Regions from separate parts of the Mus musculus genome. Here region 1 is linked to region 2. A link is a contact called in public promoter capture Hi-C data. All regions are on one chromosome and are shown on one strand. Each heading gives the region's core, a stretch centred on a gene start, on an enhancer-like site or on the middle of the called end of the contact. The rest is flanking DNA. Distances are from core to core; before and after follow the strand shown. Region 1 overlaps Ankfy1 (ankyrin repeat and FYVE domain containing 1). Region 2 overlaps Ube2g1 (ubiquitin-conjugating enzyme E2G 1).

Region 1 (2,951 bases), core at 14-2,513, 92 kb before region 2:
AATACACATGCAATGCTTCTTTCAGTTTTATGACAGTTTTAATTAGGGCAAACCATATTTAATACTCCTTGTTTTAAAATTTACTACAAATAATTGGTCAGGAGAAGCCCATTTAGGAAATCTATTGGTCTATGTGGGTTACTACAATTTTTTTAGTAGTGAAAAAACTAGAATTGTTATGAAAGGACTCATCACCTTGCTTAGGTCAGATTAATCAAAGGAGATGGTAACACTGCCTTATGTGGGTCTCCTATGGCCTCACAGACCCTAACAACACCAAATTCTTGTGACAGACGAGTGCTCTGGCTCAGTGGAATGCCCACTACTGTGCATCTTGAAGTAGACCTCATTCATATTTTAATGAACCTCTACCACTCATTAAAGAATTAGAAGCAAGGTCAATAGGCAAGCTTAAAGGTAGCACTCAATCATTTGGGTAAAGTTAACCAAGTAACATCAAGCCGAAGAAGGCACTGTCAAGTAATTCCTCAGAAGGATATGTTAGCACACATCTAAAACCCAGAACACAGGAGGCAGAGGCAGGAGCACTGCAGGTCTGGGGCCAGGCTCTAGATAGCCAGTGTTTCAGTGGGACCTCAAAGAAAAGACAATTCCCTATGGGGTCTGATTCTGGCACTCCACTGCTCGGGCAAGGTGAAGGCCACTGTGTTTACTCTATCAGCAACAGGTAGTCATAGTATGAGGGACACCCCAATCCTGTCTCACTGTGCTAAAAGCCTGCTAAAGCAGAAAGATCCCTTTCCATTTACACACAAGAAAAGATGACACTATGGACAAGTGACTGTCATCAAAGCAACATAGAAGCCAGGATTCAAGCAAGTCTGTGCTCTGTACACTACAGCATGCTGCACTCTTTTTGAAGTCTGCTATATTCACACTGTGATCCACATACTTCCAGACAATTCACAAATTCAGAATGGAAGATTAAATCACCCTAGAACACTCATCAACACTATCTTGGCAATTCCTGTAGCTAAGCAATCACCCAAATATTTAGGAAGTCATGAGAGATGTTCTTTCATAAAACATAAGAATTCAGCTCCCAGAGAAGAAAGGAACTTAATTGTTTTTTTAGTAACAAGTGAATCTGTTTCCAAAGTAAACACTTGAGACACTAAACAGTGGGAAAGAACAATTCCCTACGGGGTAGAAACTTTCCCCAATGAACACAAACTCTGAGCTAAGTGCTGTGTGTGCTTGGAAAAACGCATCTGCTCTCCACAGCGACTTGTTCTAAGGGTTCCCTACTCAGTGATGAGTAAAACTTTCCTCTCTATTAGCCAGCAAGCTCAACCCTCTGCATAGTTCAAACAGATTTTTACTAAAACTTTTGCCCACAAAGGAGAGAAAGCCGCAGCTGCACATCACCAGCATTCAAACAGTACATCCTGCTAAGGGACAGAACTGTGCCTGATAACACAGCAGGGTCATCTGCTGATGGAAATCCATCTTCTAACTCTCATGAATGATGCAACCACAAACACACAAATACCTCTGTGGCTCCTAACATAGAAATTCCCACCTGTATACCACCAAGAATGGCACCAACTATCGTTTTTGAGAAATCTCCACATTGCTGTTTCATAGTGGCTATACAAGTTTACATTCTCAAAAGTAACAATAAACAGAATTTGGGAGGCAAAGGCAAGCCTCTGTGAGTTCACAGCCAACTGGTCTACACAGTGAGACTCTGTCTAAAAAATTGAAACAAAAAAGAAAACAGAATTCCTTTCTCCATGTCCTCACTGGCACCGGTAAGGATTTTTAAAAGATTTATTTATATCTTTTGATATTTGTTTTCCGGAGTCAGTTGTGTCCTTCCTTCTACCATGGGTCCTGAGAATCACACTCGGATCATCAGGCTTGTCAGGCAACAAGTGCTTAATTGTCTCTTGGCCCTGTCATTTATTTTCCTAAAGACAATCATTCGGAACCGGAATGAGATGGACTCCCAAAGCAGTTTTAATGTGTATTTTCCTGTTGGGTGAGGCTGTAGAACACTTTTAACATTTTATTTACCATTTGCATATCCTTTCTTGAGACCTGACAATTTAGATTATTTATTGATTGGATGTGTAGGTGTTGAATTTCTGCAGTTCTTTACATCTACTGAGTATCAGCCATCTGCTACATAACCTGAAAGGCACTTTCCTGCTATCTCTTCCCTCTGGTGACTGTTCTCTTTGTTGCCCAAAGCTTCTTCATTTTGATTTTGCGGGCTATTTCCTTGCTACTAGAGTACTGTTCAGGAAACCCTCGCCATGCCTGCATCTTGAGGAATTTTAGCTATGCTTCTTTCCTCTAGCACAGTGGTGCTCAACCTTTCTAATGTCACAGCCCTTTAATACAGTTCCTCGTGTGTGGCTATCCCCAACCATAAAATGATTTCATTACTACTTTGTAACTGTAATTTTGCTATTCTTATGAATTGCTATTCTCATGGCTGTTGGCAAGTGCAACAAGCACTGAGCCACCATGCTCTCTCCAGCCCCTCCAATGCATGTTTCTGACAGAGTTCTCAAGATTGGAATGATATACCAATATGGGCTTATTTCAGAGTCCTTTATTTTATTTTATTTGGTTTGGTTTTTTGAGACAGGGTTTCTCTGTGTAGCCCTGGCTGTGCTGGAACTCACTTTGTAGACCAGGCTGGTCTTAAACTCAAGAGATCCACCTGCCTCTGCCTCCCGAGTGCTGGGATTAAAGGTGTCCTACACGACCACCGACCATCACCTGGCTGATCTTGATTTTTTAAACTTTGTCAGTTTACATGTCTGCTCTTGGCTCAGCAGTACTTTTTAATTAAAAAAAGGAAAGAAGGAAGGAAGGAAGGAAGGAAGGGAGGGAGGGAGGGAGGGAGGGAGGGAGGGAGGGAGGTGTGAGAATTCTGGAATTTTGGGTTCTTTAAAAACCCAGAAATATTAGAAGCA
Region 2 (2,760 bases), core at 132-2,631:
AAAGTTTAGAATCCTTAAGAAATTCTGAGAAGTATATCTGCACCTCAGAGGGAAGAAGACAGAAACAGAGAAAATTAACACAAACCTGTTCTGGGAGGACCTGCTCCACTAACAAGTGAAATGGCCTTTTTTATTCCAAGTCAGAGTAATAATCTCACACATTAACAACAACTAGTCACAGACCCAATGCATTCAAGTCTGAATAAAGATCAGGAGCACATTGTCTACCATCTTCAGTCTCCCTCACCCCCTCCAATAAACACAAAGAAGAAATTGGTACTCTGGAGAAATTCTTACAAAAGAATTTTTCATTGTGGTACACATGAATGACAGAGAATACATCAGTCATAACTTCAAAGAATTTCATCTGCTCTGCATGGTAATTTATGATATAAAAAATAACCTTTAATGACTTTCAATGACTATAAGTAAAAAAGAAATTAATCATAAATAAAAAGTAATTAATCATCATAAGTAAAAAGTAATTAACCATCCTTTCTTGATACACAGAAACATACATAACAATCAGAATTCTACTATGTGCAAGCGGTTTATACATCTTCAGAAAGAATTATAATTAAGGGTTTACCAAATCTCAAGTCATTAACAAAACACAGTATCTGACACAAAGACTTGATCAAAATCATTTGTCTTTGTGTTCCAGAGAACAACAGATTTTGACATGGCTACTCTGCAACTGTTTTGAACCCATCTTCTCAAAAACAAAACAGTTTCACCTTTTGCCATTACAAGTAGTAAAAGCATTTGTAGATAGAAGGTAAATTGAAAAGTCTGCTCACAGACATACATAATAAAACTGAATGAAGTAGTGAAGCCACTGGCAAAATGAAACAAACAAAACAACCCCACATTAAAATAGCAGACCTGATGCTGAAGAGAATAAACTTAGGAAAGATTATCAAGAAAATAACATACATCAGAACATAACAAAGGAAGCATTTAGTAAATAATGAAATAGAACCAGAAATGTAGATGAGCAATTATATAACTAATGCTTAAGAAAGAAATCCCAAAATTAAAGCATATTAAAAGATATCTAAGAAACTTTCCTGAGCCCACAGATTGAGATGGCTTACCATTAACAGGAAAATGTAATAGAGAATCACACCAAGAGCGAGATACATTCTGATGAAGTTACTGAACTTCAAGGATAAAGAAAGAAATCTGCCAATACTCAGGCAGAAGTAGGTCACCTACACAGGGAAAAAAGTCAGGCTGGCCCCAGACTTCTCTCTAGCAACCCTATACACCAAAAGATAGGGGAACAGGCTGCTGGGTTTTAAAGGAAAGGGAATGTAGCTCGAAATTCTGTAACCAGACAAAGCATCCTTTCACTTTGAAAGCCATGAATAGTGTTTTTAAACATAAGAATGCTGAGACTAAGCCGGACGTGGTGGTGCACGCCCTTTAATCCCAGCACTGGGGAGGCAAAGGCAGGGGGATTTCTGAGGCCAGCCTGGTCTACAGAGTGAGTTCCAGGACAGCCAAGGCTACAGAGAAAAACCCTGTCTCAAAAAAACCAAAAAAAAAAAAAAAAAAGAATGCTGAAACTATTGCCTTCAAAAGCAGCTGTTCTCAGAACAGATACTTGATAAATAGACTAAAGTGTATTAAGGCTTTAGCTTTACAGTAACAACCACAGGTCAACTACAAACTACAAAGGTTCGTTAATGTTCAAAAGTTCTAAAATGCACTCAATTTCACAATTTAGCTTATCTGAAATCAGCATCCATATTACAACTGATGATGTCATGGTTTGACAACATTTATCCATGTTAGCAGTTTATTACATGTTGGCTTTATTACAAGATAATAAAACATTTTAAATTGATGGTATCCTAAACAAAATGAAATAAAGTATTTTTGTAAGATGAGAAGAATGATGAGAGCAAATTAAAAAGTAATTTTAAAAGATGATGAGGGGCTGGTGAGATGGCTCAGTGGGTAAGAGCACCCGACTGCTCTTCCGAAGGTCCGGAGTTCAAATCCCAGCAACCACATGGTGGCTCGCAACCATCTGTAACAAGATCTGATGCCCTCTTCTGGAGTGTCTGAAGACAGCTACAGTGAACTTACATATAATAAATAAATAAATCTTAAAAAAAAAAAAAAAAAAGAGTTAAACTAGTATAAAAAAAATCTATTGTAAAAAAAAAAAAAAAAAGATGATGAAGTCGGGCGGTGGTAGCGCACACCTTTAATCCCAGCACTTGGGAGGCAGAGACAGGCGGATTTCTGAGTTCGAGGCCAGCCTGGTCTACAGAGTGAGTTCCAGGACAGCCAAGACTATACAGAGAAACCCTGTCTCAAAAAACAAAACAAAACAAAACAAAACAAAAAGATGATGAAAATCAAGCAGAAACACAGGCAACAACAACAAAAAACGACTAATATTATTACAGAAGTAAAACCAAATTCACATTATGTGAACAAGTAAAAGCATCTTAAACTGGGTCCAAAAATAACTAACCTTGATCCAACTATATACGGAGTCTACATGAGACAAACCTAAAAAGGTGACTTTGAGAAGTTAAAAGTAAAAGGTTAGACAAAAGTGTATCAGGCAGATATAAACACTTTTAGAACTCATTAAATTAAAAATGAAACAACATTGAGAGCCAAAAGACAGAGTCACTTTTTCTAGTGATCAAAATCTAGCCAGACATGGTTGCCAACACCTCTTATGCCAGATCTCTAGAAGGAAGCAAATAGATCCAGAGTTCAAGGCCAGCCAGGGAT

The links. Promoter capture Hi-C pulls out the DNA fragments that hold promoters and counts their contacts.
Region 1: a promoter capture Hi-C map of embryonic stem cells shows a contact between it and region 2, with 2.9 times the contacts expected there. The contact joins two enhancer-like sites. A contact is called at or near these places in 8 of 39 promoter capture datasets (the C10 cell line, the HPC-7 cell line, cranial neural crest and 4 more), 4 of 15 datasets of contacts at CTCF or cohesin (CD8 T cells, the NIH/3T3 cell line, large pre-B cells and 1 more), 23 of 484 Hi-C or Micro-C datasets (B cells, the BV-2 cell line, the CH12 cell line and 16 more) and 3 of 115 datasets of contacts at active chromatin or transcription factors (the HPC-7 cell line and embryonic stem cells).

The regions. Positions count from the first base shown.
Region 1 is chr11:72,733,358-72,736,308 of GRCm38.p6, reverse strand. The region is part of intron 7 of Ankfy1 (ankyrin repeat and FYVE domain containing 1); the gene reads right to left. Among named protein-coding and RNA genes, the nearest start is that of Gm46287, 30 kb to the left of the region's middle. Within about 2 kb of position 1,263, at least 47 of the 459 cell types and tissues checked have an H3K27ac peak or open chromatin away from gene starts, as enhancers often do. A contact at or near this core is called in embryonic stem cells, where this site is marked.
Region 2 is chr11:72,641,597-72,644,356 of GRCm38.p6, reverse strand. All of the region lies in intron 1 of Ube2g1 (ubiquitin-conjugating enzyme E2G 1), which reads right to left. Among named protein-coding and RNA genes, the nearest start is that of Gm24143, 27 kb to the right of the region's middle. Within about 2 kb of position 1,381, at least 10 of the 459 cell types and tissues checked have an H3K27ac peak or open chromatin away from gene starts, as enhancers often do. A contact at or near this core is called in embryonic stem cells, where this site is marked.